Linked DNA regions of Mus musculus: regions 1, 3 and 4 are each linked to region 2. The links are chromatin contacts, called in public HiChIP or PLAC-seq, Micro-C and promoter capture Hi-C maps. All regions are on one chromosome and are shown on one strand. Each heading gives the region's core, a stretch centred on a gene start, on an enhancer-like site or on the middle of the called end of the contact. The rest is flanking DNA. Distances are from core to core; before and after follow the strand shown. Region 1 overlaps Kalrn (kalirin, RhoGEF kinase). Region 2 holds the start of Ccdc14 (coiled-coil domain containing 14). Region 3 holds the start of Adcy5 (adenylate cyclase 5). Region 4 overlaps Kalrn (kalirin, RhoGEF kinase).

Region 1 (3,478 bases), core at 83-2,582, 410 kb after region 2:
ACTCAATAATGCCAAATTCAGACTGAAATAGCTCTGGTGGACTTTAGTCCATCACATGCCTAGAATTTGAAAATATCACCCAGGGAGGAGGCAGTGTGAAAGTCTAAAACGGGAATTTCAATGCCATGTGATGGACTCACTCCATTTTCATCTCTCTTCTCCCTGAGGCTTGAACTCTGTCTAAAATTATGTGTGTGGGTCATTCTCATTTGCTTAAAAAGTTATAGCTATGGAAGAAAGGGTTATTTAGATATAGACTTTGTATTGGACCTTTTGTTAGTGTTAGAAAATTCCTGACAGAATAAAATAGAGAAAGTTTATTATAGCCTTCAGTTTCTGAGTTCTGCTGCTTCTGTGTTGGAAAGCAGAGCATCATGGGAAGCAGGGCAAAGATGGCCGGCCAAGAAGCACAGAGAGAGCACTTCTATACTCAAGGGCTTTCTCTCACCCCTTTTCGTTGCATCCCTGGATACAGGCTGTGGGATAGTGATGCCCTCTTCCCTCCTTAGGTGATCCTCTCCGGAAACATCCTCACAGGTAGTCTGCCTTCTGATCATCTAGGTGTCTTTCAACCTAATCAGACTGTCATTCATACCTTGGATGTGGTCCACCTGCAATCGCCATCACTCTGGTGAAAGTTCTGCGTTTATAAGGTTAGAAAGAGTCGCAGTTTGGGATTTATTTTAAAAAATCATATCCTATCATGGCTTCAGGGTACCCAGTGAGGCACCAGGTGACTTGAACACAGGACAGAGTCCTAGGTTCCACTTTTCTTTGTTTTGTCTCTTCCATGAAAGCCATTGGATCCGTTAGTACCATGCTCCCCACCCCCGTCCACAAATGCCAACTACAGATCCTTCCTACTTTCTTCCCTGTATGGGGAATAAGTGTCAATGTCAATGGGATGGGTACAGGGATTGGGGCATGTGGGTAGAAGGCCTAGAGCTACCCTACCAGTGACATAACCTTGCCAGGCCTCAGTTTCTGCATCTACAAAATGGGAATAATGCCTATTCCATCTTATCTGAACTAGGCATTAAGATAATATATTTAGTATGGCTTCAGTTTCCTTAGAGCACAGAGCAAATGCTAATCGTTATCATTCTTGTTCAAGAGATATTGTGACTGGATGAGATCATGTCTGGAACACATTCACAAAAGACGAACTAAAGATACAGAAGAGATTGATGAGATGGCAGCAAACTGGGAGTTTCCCAAGAGAGGGAATGTGACTCTCAGTCTGACTGAACTCTTGACGCCCTAGGCTACTTCACTGTGGAGGGCCAGGTTCCCAGGCTTGCTCACTGGATTAGCTGGAATTCGATCCACATTCTAAAGCTAAGGCTAATGATGTGTTGAGCAAGGCTCTTCTTTGTTCTCACGTTTCTGTAAGTTGGGTCAGGGAGACTCTGGGGGCAAAGCAGTTGCAAATGGAAACAATATGGTGCTTTGTACTGGGGGCAGCAGGTCTCTTTCCTCTGTCTTCCTCCCTCCCTGCTCCCTTCCCATCCTGCCTTCAGTCTTGGACACTGTAGGTGGGGGGTGCTGAACCCACAGTGATCACCTCATCTGGCCTCTCTGACTCCTGAACCATAGTTGTCTGAGGACAGGAGAGAGAGCTCAGCAGCCAGTGTTCCTTCACTAGCCTAGCTGGACCACCCCTCCTTGTCTCCTCTTAACCTGTGACCAAGGCTCCTCTGACTGTTGGGCTTGTCCTCTGCTGAAAGATGACTGCCTGTGGCCTCATATTTTAGACTTTAAAGTTGGCCCCAAAGCACATTTCCTACTGAAAAGTGCCCCCAGGCTTCCCTGGCTTGCCCTGGTAGCTCCTTTACCTAGCATGCCCCTGGTGTTAGATTACCAATTTGTACTTCGTGTCATACCTCATTCCTTTCATGTCCTTAGAGAGTGAACTGTTCTACATAATTTAATTTTATAGAGAGCTAAGACTTCACCCTGGTGAATTTCTACTCTCATTTTTACTGATGGAAAATAATACACAGTTCTAATGTACAGTCTGTGCCTTACATACAGACTATTGTATGCATACCTCTCTTCGTGGTGCTGTAGGCCCACACACTAATTTCTGTGATGAGTAGAGAGCCTGCCAAGGCCCAGCATAGAGGCTAAGGCTGTTCTTCAGTGAGGGTTCCTTCCAATGCAGCAATGCAGTTCTCAGTCCAGTTGAATCCAGTTCCTGCGGCTATGTATGTCAGTCCTTGGAGGTTCTAAAGCAGCTCCCGTTCCCATAGCCATGTTTCAGGTGATGATGATGTTTTCAATAACTATCATATTTTATTTATTTAATATGTCTTTGCGTGAGCACATGTGCCCATGCACACTCTTATGCATACATGTAGAGATCAGAGGACAACTTGCCAGAGTTAACTCCTTTCTTCCATCCCAGGGATCAAACTAAGGCTAACAGACTTGATACCTTACCTGCCTGATGGCCCATGGTAATGATAATTTTTAACAGTATCTATGGGGCGCTGGTCGTGGGGAAATAAAAGGGGTAGGAGAGATGACTCAAGTCCCACCAGAGCTCTGGGGCTTTGGATGGGCAGATTCAGTGAGGGGGGGGGCTGCCACATGCTCTCTACACTGCTGAGTGGGCGTCTGGCTGTGGGTCAGAGAACCTCAGTCCAAGGGGGTGGAGAGGGAGCAGTCAGGGTCCCTGAGCCTCATGGAGTCCAGGGACAACAGGTTCTAGCTCTTGGGCATCGCAGGACGTTGCTAGACACCACGGAAGAGCTGAGAACGAAGTGAGGGCCTCAGTCAGCCCCGGAGAAGAAGGGAGAAGGGGCAAGGGGAGAAGGCACTAGGTGGTTCCCATGAGGGCGAGAGTCTTTGGTCTGGTCTGGTGGCTGGAAATGCTGGGAGGTCTTCCTGTGGGGGATTAGAAGAGGCGCTTTAGGGAAAGGTCTATTCCATTGTTCTAGCATGGTGGATCTTGATGAGCAGAGACAGTCCATGGTTTTAGAGCTTTATTGTAGAAAAGCAGAGAGAGAGAGAGAGAGAGAGAGAGAGAGAGAGAGAGAGAGAGAGAGAGAGAAGAGTAAAAGGGCAGGGGGTGGCCATGGTCACGTGAAGAGAAGGGAAGAAGGGAGGGGGAGAGAGGAAGCAAGAGGGCTAGAGAGAAAGCAAGAGAAGCAAGAAAGTGAGGAGGGGCCAAGCAGCCCCTTTTATAGTGGGCTGGGCTACCTTGCTGTTGCTGGGTAACTGTGGGGAGGAATTTACCTGGCATTAGCCAGGGGGTAGAGTCTGGACAGCCTACATGACTGATGGCCACAGAATTATGGAGCTGGGTCCTCGTGTCAGGAACCTATGTCTGGGAGCATGGCAAACAGGCCTTCCATCCCTTGCAGAGTTATCTGCTGGATCTCCGGGGTTTGAACCTAGCTTGACCAGAAAACAGGTTGTCTTTCACAAGTATCCTCAGTGAGGGTATTTCTAAAGCTCAGTTCCAGGGTAGAGC
Region 2 (3,472 bases), core at 377-2,876:
ACAGCTCTTTAAAATCTTGATTTCAGCTCTTTTGAATAAGTACCAGTAATGAAGCTGGCTGGGTCACCTTAGCTCTACTTTAAGTGGTTTGGGTTTTTTTGAGACTGGATCTCACTGTTATTCAAGTTGGCCTTGAGCTCATGATCCTCCTGCCTCGGGTTCCCAAATACTAGGGCTACACTTGTGCACTGTCGTGCTCGGCTTATTTTCTGAGGAAGCTATACTAGTTATATTCTCACCAGGACTATACAAGAGTACCAATTTCTCAACACCATCACCAATACTTATTTTGTGATAGAAAATATTTTAACTTCCATTTCTTTGATGACTACAGCATATTTCCCTAGACATATTGACAACATGCAACCATTCAAAAAAGGAAGTCTCAAGACAGGGTTTTTTTTTTGGGGGGGAGGGGGGAGTGCAAAATATACATTAGCAAGAAAGACAACATTATAGGTATGTTGTTAAATGGTGGGAAACAAAGTAAAACCCCAAGTCTACTATATGCCAAGTGCTTTCTAAATCTCCAAGACAGAGATGAAATATTCTAGTAGTAGACTAGCACCAGGTCCAACATGAAGTGATTTGTGGAAGATTGCAAGATGCGGAAGGTGGCCTGAAGCACGCCCAACTAGCGGAGATGTGATGGTGTTGGAAAAATATTCTAGAGACGGTTCTTGACATGAGGGCTAGAAGGAAAATAGAATTAACAGGCCCACCATAATTTGAAAAGACGTGGGAGCACGAAAGGTCAGAACGCCCAGGGCACAGCAGGGCTAAAACTAGTTTAGCTCTATTGGACCTGATTGGATGGGGCGGGAACTGCAAAGGATCCAAAATGGCTCTGTTCCAAGCCAAATGTGTATCTTGAAAATGGGTTTCCCTGTCGTACTTGGAGCAGTTACTAGAGAACATCAAGAGTCACGCGTTTGAGAACGGAGGGCGGGTACAGCCACTTACTGGGAGACTCCAACAACAGAGACAGAAGATCAGTTAAGAGAAGCACCGAGAAGCTGAATCCGGGGAGAGGATTAACTCAAGCTAAGATCCTAAGAACTTCTCTGATAGAGATGTTATTAGGCAGTCGGACAAATGACCAAGTCGGGCAAATTACTGGCTTTGTAGAGGCACAATTGCTGGATAACTACGTAATATTGGAAACAACTGCAAAGCACAGAGCGGGAAGGAGGTCACTGCACTGGTGATAAAGGCTGGGCTTCGAACCCGGGGTCTGACACCAAACTGCGCTCTGGAAGACTGGCACGGCCGCCCTGAATAAAGCATTCATCTAGGGACGTCCTCACCACTTCGGGCGCGCCGCAGTTACTATTTTTTTTCTAGCACCTTCCTAAATCCCCCTCGCCTCTCGCCACCCCACAGTGGACTCATCAGGTCCGCAGCCCTCACCTGGCCCGGTCGAGATCCGGACCTGACCATTTCTCTCAGCCTCAGAAGAGCCCAGGCGTAGGGAAACGAATACTTGAGAAAAAAAGAATTAACCGCCGAGATGTCCGGACCTCCCTTGTCCCGCCCCCTGAGCTTCCGCTTCCGGGAAGAAGGCCGCGGACCGCCGGGACTCATAGCCTCCTTGGCGCTAAAAGGTTTTCCTTCGGGTCGGAACCTGGAGCCCTGGGCGTGCGCAACAGACTCCGCGTGCTCCAGCTTGCCACGCCCAGGCGGAGAGTGGGAGAGGCCAACAGACGGCCCGGGGGGCGGGGCGGACGCGGGGGCGGGGCCTGATGTGGGCGGGGCCTTGCGGGAGGGGCGGGGCGAGGAACTCGTTGGCTTTGCAGCATTCTTCAAACTGGTTGAAGTGGGAACCAGGGCCTGCTAGCCCATTGGGTAAAGGACTACCGCTGGATTTCAGAAGCTTTGTGTACTGTTTTAAGTGTATTTGTTCTTGAGAGTCAATAGAAATCTAACCTGAACAGTGTTCAATGGTTTGGCTGTCTACTTTTTCTATCGAGATAATTGCTGTTGATAAAGGATGGCAGTATTTTTTACCACTGATAGCTGCACTAAATAGAGAATGGTGTTTGAGACACTATATTTGGGATTGTTTTAAATCAAGTTGGAGAGAAATTAACCCGGTTGACTCTTCTTTCTATGGTAAGATGGCTACCTTTGTTAAAAAAAAAAAAAAAAAAAAAAAGGGTTGTGTTGATTTTAAAACCCTGGGACCTGTAGAGACTTAGTGGATAAGAGCAACTCTTGCCCTTGCAAAGAACTCAGGTTGGATACCCACAGGTAGTGGGTCACAACCATGTGACTCCAATTTCAGAAGATCTAGTACTCTCTTCTGCCTCCTCAGGCACCAGTTGTACAAGTGGTACTCACATATGCATACGACATTTTAAAGAAGGATATATATGTATACACACGCGCGCGCGCATAATTTTGCTTGGCCTGAAACTTACAATGTAGACCATACTGGTCTGAAATTCACAAAGACCCTCCTGTTTTTGCCTACCTAATGCTGGTGCTAAAGGTGTATGCTATCACACCCTACTTAAATAAACCTTTTTTAAAAAATGAATTTAAATGGGGCTGGAGAGATGGCTTAGTGGTTAAGAGCACTGACTGCTCTTCCAGACATTCTGAGTTCAATTCCCTGCAATCACATGATGGCTCACAACCATCTGTAATAGGATCTGATGCCCTCTTCTGGTGTGTCTGAACAGCTACAGTGTACTCACATATATAAAATAAATAAATAATTCTTTTTAAAAAAATTAGTTAAAATGTAGCTGAATAGGTAGCACATAAGTTAAGAGCACTAGATACAACTGCAGAGGATCTGAGTTCAATTCCTAGCATCAGCTCACAGCTGTCTACAACTTCAGTTCCAGGGAATCCAGTGCGCTTTTCTGGCCTCTGGTCCCCAGCATGTAGTACACAGACATACACACAAGGAAAACATCTATACATGTAAGAATTTAAAAATAAATAAAATAAAAATATATACATTATATAAATAAAATTATATGCATATATATACACATATACATATTCCACAAGTAAAATCTTCCCATCTGTATAGTAAACACTCCAAGTGGAGGGATTTTAGTATTAGTTGTGTTGGCCACAAGGCAGCATGTTCCCCAGGATACTTATGAATGCCACCTAAAACAAATCTTAAATCTTACTTAAAATGATGAGGTGAAGGTTTTGCAATTTATTTTTAGTAGCTCTGTCTTAGTCAGGGTTTCTATTCCTGCACAAACATCATGACCAAGAAGTAGTTGGGGAGGAAAGAGTTTATTCAGCTTACACTTCCATACTGCTGTTCATCACCAAGGAAGTCAGGACTGGAACTCAAGCAGGTCAGGAAGCAGGAGCTGATGCAGAGGCCATGGAGGGATGTTCTTTACTAGCTTGCTTCCCCTGGCTTGCTCAGCCTGCTCTCTTATAGAACCCAAGACTGCCAGCCCAGAGATGGTCCCACCCACAAGGGGCCTTTCCCCCTTGA
Region 3 (3,252 bases), core at 267-2,766, 460 kb before region 2:
AAGCCCCCAGCCAGAGGGTCATCACCGCTTAGTGGAGGGTCTTCGTCGTCATCGCCACCGCGCCAACGGCTGGCCAGGCGCTGCTGCTGTTGTGGGGTCACCGCTCCCCCAGATCTCTTGGTGGAGCCGCGGGTTGATCCCCCGGGGGCGTGGGGGTAGCCATTGGCGCGGGAATCGGCTTCTCCCCAAGCGGCGCGATGCTCCGGGCCTCCCCGGGGCGCTGGCGACGCCGCTGTCTGTGCAGCGTAGCCCGGGGGGCTCACGCTTTTGGAGCCGGACATCCCCCCCTCGGCCTCGTCGTCTTCTTCCTCTTCCCCCGGGGGCCGGGCCGGGGGTCTCCAAGGAGAGGGCGGACAGCCAAGCAGGGGGACCAGGCTAGGGTCACACGTCGAGGGAGGCCCGGGGCCCTGCGCAGCAGCGGGACATCGTGGCACCCCCGTCCTGAGCGGTGGAGGACAACGGGAAGGCTAGCGGGGAGACAGCGCAGCCCCGAGGTGAGAAGTAGCTACGAATTAGAGTCCAGAGTCCCAGGTCCGAGACGGAGTTGGCTCCGAGCGGTGGCAGTGGGGACAGCTCTGACTGCTGCGCCGGACGCAGAGATGTCCGGACTCCTGGCTCGCGTCGAGCTCAGGCTGGGAGTTGAGGAGCAGGCGGGACGGAGAGGTGTCCTTGCGGGCGGCGCCTCTCCGAAGCTGGCAGTTCCCGGGCGCGGCGCTCGTGGCTTTTGCCTAAGCCGAGAGCAGCGACTCTCCCAGCAAGGTGGCGGCGAGGGCGGCTCGGCAGGGGTCCCGGCACGGAGACGCAGCGGGTGCCCTTTGCTCGCAGCGCACTGGGAGCGACTGGGAGGTGCAGGCTCCTGCCAGCATTATTTTCTTACGAGGGGTGGGGAGGTGGGATGGGGGGTGGAGAGGACGGGGGAGGGGGCGGCGGGCGGAGCAAGAGCTCCGGAGCCCCGGGGAGGAGGGTCCTGGAGCCCGGGGGGGCCGTCGCCCGCATCCCCCACCTCCGGAGGCGCGAGTGGGAGCGTGGCCCCCGCGAAAGGCGAACAGAGCCTCCGGCGTGCCCGCGCAGGGGGCGGGGGCGAGGACCGGCTCCTGCGGTGCGGCCCTTCCCCTCTCGTCTCCTCCTGTCCCCCAGACCCAGCAGGCCGGCCCGTTCCGGCAGGTCCCGAGGGTTGAGTCGCTAGCTCCGCAAGCCCTGGGTTCCTCGTTGCCGGCGGCTGGCCCACCGTAGCCGAGCGCAGAACCACTACGCGGAGGGCGGAATCCGGCGCAGCGCCGCCGCCGTTCTGCCCCAACGCAGGCGGGCTTCTCCCGGGGACCACGGCATCCAGCGATGGAGGGCTGCGGCTCAACAGCAGCCGGCCGATAAGGGCCGGCCGAAGAGCCGCGGCGCCCCGGGGGCGCTCCCGAGGGGCCCGAGGGAGCCCGGCTCCGGGCGCGCCATGCACGCCTCGGGCCCTGCGCCGCTCCGGCCGCTCGCGCCGCTCCTCCCTTCTCGCCCGCTCGCCGCCGCCGCCGCCGGAGCGCCCTCCGCATCCCCTCCTCCCGCCGCCTCCCCGCCCCCCGCGCCGCTCGGGCCTCGGCTCACAGCGGCGTGCGGCCGCCTCCGCCCTCTGCCCTGCCGCCGCCCGCGTCCTGGCCCCGGCACCCCGCGAACATACTCAAGCCGGGCCCGGGAGCCGCAGGGACCCCCGCTCCCCTTCCTCACCTATATTTTCACTGCGCCCCTCCCTCCCTGGTGCCTGGAGCCGGGTCAACGGGCGGATCCCTCGTCGGACCTGGGTAGCGGGCAATCCACCCCCGATCGGGTCCTGCGACCCCAGTCCTATCTCCCCTCTTTTTATTACCCTTTTCTCCCCCACCCCCATTCAGCCCAACTTCAGCTACGGTGCTGCTCCCCCCTTCTCTGGTCCGGCTCTATTGGCCGCTTCCAGAGCTGTCAGACTCGAGTCCGGCGCTCTTATTGGGCGATTCTGTGGCCCGGCGACGGTGCCAACGGAGGGCGCGCCGGGTGGGGGGCGCCCCGACCGCTACTGCCGCAGGGAACTGGAGACAGAGTCCCTAGAGAGGACGGAGGGACCCAGAGCCAGACCCGGAAATGAACTAGGGAGATGCAGAGACTGAGGATGTCTGGGGCACAGAAAGACAGCGATGGAAAAGATGGAGTTGCTAGCAGTGGGTGAGGCCGATGCAGCCAGGGTGGGGCGAGCAGGACCACTTTGGAGCATAGTTACTAAGAGGAAACACCACTGACAGCTGTGGGAACACCTGGCGTTTATAAGGAGCCCTTTGCCTGTTCATGTGTTTTAAATCCCATGTGGTTCTAGTAACAGCCATGGGCTCGGATGGGGGACAGGGCCTGTGTAGCTATTTCCTATTTGCAAATGTGGAAACTGAGGCTCTAAGAACTTAGCCAACTTGGAATACACCACACAGGTCTCCTAACCCACAATCCAAAGATCTTTTCTTCAGTGCTACGCTGGCTTCCACACCTACCCAGATGCTCCCACAGGCAAGCTAGTCTCCTTGCCAGTCAGGGAAGCAAAAATGACCCTTCTGGGAACTCCTGAATAAAGGCAAGGGTAGACAAGAGTAGACAGCTGAGTAGAAGATCTGGGTCTGTCTGCCTCTTCAGCTCCCTTGACCCCCTAAGCTGTCCTAACCGGAGTTCTGGCAGTTTTGCTTGGGGAGGGTGACTTGTATGCTGTCAGCCCCTTCATCCTTCTGCCGTCCTCCAAAGTTGACAAGAAGCCTAGAGGTCCACATCCTCCTCCACTGCTCATCTCCTTGGCAACTGAAGATAAACCTTGCCAGAGCTGCAAACCGGGAGGAGAGAAAAAAAGAATTCCAAGGGATCTGCGTAAACGGGATCTTGAGTAATCCTCCAGCCTTTGAGTAATCTATGGTTGGCTAAGTAGTAAAAGCAACACGAACCTAGCCAGCCAAACCCTATCGCGCTGGAAACTTGCAAAGCATTGTACCGGGCTGGATGCTACCAGGAAAAGACAGCAAACTGGGTCTGGAACTCGTGTAATCAGGGAGGGAGCAAAGCTGGCCAGCCCCTCTGGCTCAGCCACACTCACTAGGCAACAGGATTCCAAGAGCCTGTCAGTGTACGGCAAAAACCATTGTTTCCCTCTGTGAGTACCAAATCGATTCTGGGGGTGCAATCTAGGTCCAGCAGGGAAAGAAGATGGGCAATATTTGTTAAGCTTCTTGGTACTGTAGGGATATTCTATTGTCAGTGTCA
Region 4 (3,142 bases), core at 308-2,807, 450 kb after region 2:
CTTATAGAATGGTTATGAACCCGGTCATTGTTAGATCTCCTCAGCAGCTTTAAGAACATTTAATGGCCAACTTCTAGCCAGCCAGAGATTCTGGGTCTGTGGTGTTCGCAGGACACAGTGATTTTCAAAAGTCCTCCAGATGAATCCAGTGTGAACTATGTTGACAGCATCAGTCCAGTAACATTCAAAATACCATCTTTTCTAACAACATACATTAAGTACATAAGTGTCACTAGGTTTTATATTTATAAGACACAGCAATTTCATCAGCAATCACCACTATATTCTCGCTAATTTCCCTCAAGAAAAAGGACAATTTGGGAAAAGAGTATTTGGAACTGACAAAATGCCAGACATCATATATCTATCCAGGTCCTTACAGCAGCCGTAGGTTATCATTCCCATTTTACAGATGAGGAGAGTGGGGCTTGGGGAAAGGTACAGAGCCAAGACGATTACCATTACCAGGTTTCAGAGCATAGCCTCAAACCTGAGCCTGTCCCTCCTCAGGGCTCTCCACCATCCTGCACAAACCCACTTCGCCCCCAAAGAGCTCTGCTTGCTCACTGGTCAGAGCAATGCATGAGCAATATGAGCCAAGAACAGGGGGAGAAGAGGCAGTGGCCAAGTGGAGCAAACATGGCCCCAGCATCTGAGAGCCTACATTCCAGTGACAATGTGAGCAAGGTGTAAGAAGCCATCCTTGAGAGGGAACTGAGCCAGTTCCCTGTCAGGGGGACACTGAAGAGAAAAGAAATGAGAATACATTCACTCTCTGAGAAAAAGACAACCTGTCTTTCTGCATTATTACTGGGAGTAATTTTTATTGTTGGGGACATCATTACTGTCCCTAAGCAGGACAGGTAAGTCTATCATTAAATTGAGGGCAGTGTTATCAACAAAAGCAAACTCTACTCAGAGGTGATGTCTGGAGATGGACCAGTTGGTAGGGTTTAACTGGAACTCACACCGATGACTGGGAGCAGAGGAAGGAAGAGTGTGGAATGGGCACCTCTAGGTGTGGCCAGGATAAGTCTGTATGCTCCTCTCATCCCCTCCCCCTGTATTTGAGATTGTGGAGATGCAGTAGGCGCCCTCTTCATCCCTGTAGTCCTGGACACATTATATAAGACAGTAACAAGAGAAACAAACAGAATTGCACAGCCTGGGTCTTGGGGCTCTCAACGACATACTGAGCAAGCTTTCTTGCTGAGTCACTAACTCTGAGCAGCCATTCACACGTACAGTGGCAGGGTTCAGTCACCTGCCTGCTAGAGAAAGACAAAGCCCAGCGCTCTGAATCCTAGGGATGTGGTGAAGCCAAGGTTGTCTGGAACAGAGCCACACTGTAACTGCGGAGAAGCGGAGATGGGTCTGAAATTACATTTCCTGAAAGTCAGCACAAGGTCAGAGTTATCCTCCTATCCCCCGATCCCCTTTACCCTACCCCCTGCTAACCCTGACCCCCAACGTGGGCAAGCCACAGGGAGTAGAAATTGCTTCAGTTCTTTTTATTTCAGTCCAGAAGATGCTCTACCTACCGCACCCTTCTGGTGACTGAAAATAGTAGGCAGAGGGGTTGGCTGCCAAAAGAACAAGCCGTTCTCTTCCATCTCCCACAGATATTTCAGGAGCTGGGACTTGGAATTATGAAACTCACAGAAAAAAATAAACATAAAAAGATACTGAAATTATTATCATGTAACACCAGAAAATATTTTTCCCACTCTCCCATATTGTCCTTATATAAAACTCTATTTTTGCCTCCAGAAATGAGTTTCCCCTCGTGTGGGCGGACTTGCCTGTGCTTCCCAGATGCAGATGCCAGAGTGCCGGAGACAGGGATGAGTTTCCAGTGGTGTGTCAGGGTAATGGAAGCATCTCTCAGTGAAGATTGATTTTGTAGGTGGCCATATGTTACGGTTGATGTGCTCCTTTGGGAATTTATCTGCGAGGATTTTAATGTGAACCCCATTATTAGTTGGATCCCCACTCTTCTGTATCTCACACAGGATATGACCATAAGATTCTCAGCTGCTTTGGGTCACAGATTACAGAATGAGAAATCAGAGCAAAGATGTGGACCGAACAGTGAGGCCACATAGCCAAGTAGAGTCAAGGATCAGAATAGAAGAGCAGCCAGGGTAAGGCTAAATAAGTAGACAATCAATGAAACTCGGGAAACAGCATGGGTCACGGTTTGCATCCTGGACAGGAACCAAGAAGGCATGAATTTAAGAGCACCATCGGAAACTCATCTCTGTCTCTGGCATGCCGGCATCTGCATCTGGAAAGCGTAGACAGCTCTGCCCACAGGAGGGGAGCCAAAAATAGAGTTTTATATGATTCTAACATTCCAGGTTGACTTTGCAACTTAAGACTAAAAGTCTAGCCTCCAGCAAGTGAAGGGATGAGCTAAAGCGAGTCCCTTTATCCCATCTGACATTATCAGTGACCCTCCTAAAGCAGAAATCCAGTTGAGGCAGGCTTCCCTGGACCTGTTGCTGATGGGCAGAGAAGAAAGTGTGCATAACTGCACATCAGGTGTCATGAGAGGGATACAGAAAGATCAAGGCAGGGAGGATGATGAGGGAGGACCGAGCCTTTGGTTGGTGGGTACTGACTGCAGCTGTGCTCCAGGCTGATTGTTGTCTAGGTTGGGAGCTATGTTCATAAACACTGGAAACACATGTCAGCAAGTGACTGGCCCTAGACCTGCTCTGAGTCCGTAGAGTGAAGGGCAAGCTCTGTGTGCGAGCAAAACTTAAAGGTGAAGGTTTTTCTGAATGTGCATGACATTCGTTGTCCCTGTGGTATTGTTGGGAATACTTATCCTGTATATTTGGGAGATAGATAGCATTGATTTCTTAGGAGACCTAAGTCGTTGGCTACTTTCATCTAATCATAAATTATACCTAACTAGTTAGAATAGAACATTCCCTTGGCAGGAGTGCCTAAGACAGGGTCCTTTTGATTTGGCTTTATCATGTCCAAGATGACTCAAGTTTGCTTATGAATCTGGGTGTTGGCAAGTCTCCAAACAGGTGCTGCCAGGAGCTGTCTCTCTTAGGATGGATCTCCAGAGTTACAGCATCCTCTCTTCCACTTATGGAAAGGACCTGGTGTGTTGAAATTTGCTTCC

The links. Promoter capture Hi-C pulls out the DNA fragments that hold promoters and counts their contacts. A called contact is a pair of places that touch in the nucleus more often than the background predicts. HiChIP or PLAC-seq counts read pairs in DNA pulled down with a chosen protein or histone mark.
Region 1: a contact with region 2 is called in an H3K4me3 HiChIP or PLAC-seq map of craniofacial prominence, with 5 times the contacts expected there. The contact joins the enhancer-like site here to the promoter of Ccdc14 in region 2. A contact is called at or near these places in 5 of 39 promoter capture datasets (the 3T3-L1 cell line, cranial neural crest, frontonasal cranial neural crest and 2 more), 1 of 15 datasets of contacts at CTCF or cohesin (the NIH/3T3 cell line), 2 of 484 Hi-C or Micro-C datasets (nephron progenitors and pancreatic cancer cells), 6 of 115 datasets of contacts at active chromatin or transcription factors (cardiomyocytes, craniofacial prominence, embryonic basal ganglia and 3 more) and 2 of 9 other capture datasets (adipose tissue and pancreatic islet).
Region 3: a Micro-C map of embryonic stem cells shows a contact between it and region 2, with 2.3 times the contacts expected there. The contact joins the promoter of Adcy5 here to the promoter of Ccdc14 in region 2. A contact is called at or near these places in 2 of 39 promoter capture datasets (hippocampal neurons and liver), 1 of 484 Hi-C or Micro-C datasets (embryonic stem cells) and 1 of 115 datasets of contacts at active chromatin or transcription factors (embryonic stem cells).
Region 4: a promoter capture Hi-C map of the SN4741 cell line shows a contact between it and region 2, with 4 times the contacts expected there. The contact joins the enhancer-like site here to the promoter of Ccdc14 in region 2. A contact is called at or near these places in 6 of 39 promoter capture datasets (the SN4741 cell line, cranial neural crest, frontonasal cranial neural crest and 3 more), 1 of 484 Hi-C or Micro-C datasets (nephron progenitors), 5 of 115 datasets of contacts at active chromatin or transcription factors (embryonic basal ganglia, embryonic forebrain, embryonic limb bud and 2 more) and 2 of 9 other capture datasets (adipose tissue and pancreatic islet).

What each region holds. Positions count from the first base shown.
Region 1 is chr16:34,276,410-34,279,887 of GRCm38.p6, reverse strand. The region is part of intron 10 of Kalrn (kalirin, RhoGEF kinase); the gene reads left to right. Among named protein-coding and RNA genes, the nearest start is that of Gm41448, 160 kb to the right of the region's middle. Within about 2 kb of position 1,332, at least 6 of the 459 cell types and tissues checked have an H3K27ac peak or open chromatin away from gene starts, as enhancers often do. A contact at or near this core is called in craniofacial prominence, where this site is marked.
Region 2 is chr16:34,688,770-34,692,241 of GRCm38.p6, reverse strand. Ccdc14 (coiled-coil domain containing 14) reads right to left here and starts at 1,626. Exons shown (of 13, transcript NM_172824.3): 1 at 1,411-1,626. The coding sequence starts at 1,584. It overlaps Gm35150 (a long non-coding RNA gene), which reads left to right and starts at 1,536. Exons shown (of 4, transcript XR_876043.1): 1 at 1,536-1,604.
Region 3 is chr16:35,153,128-35,156,379 of GRCm38.p6, reverse strand. It overlaps Adcy5 (adenylate cyclase 5), which reads right to left and starts at 1,516. Exons shown (of 21, transcript NM_001012765.5): 1 at 1-1,516. The coding sequence starts at 281.
Region 4 is chr16:34,235,631-34,238,772 of GRCm38.p6, reverse strand. The region is part of intron 14 of Kalrn (kalirin, RhoGEF kinase); the gene reads left to right. Among named protein-coding and RNA genes, the nearest start is that of Gm41448, 120 kb to the right of the region's middle. Within about 2 kb of position 1,557, at least 25 of the 459 cell types and tissues checked have an H3K27ac peak or open chromatin away from gene starts, as enhancers often do. A contact at or near this core is called in the SN4741 cell line, where this site is marked.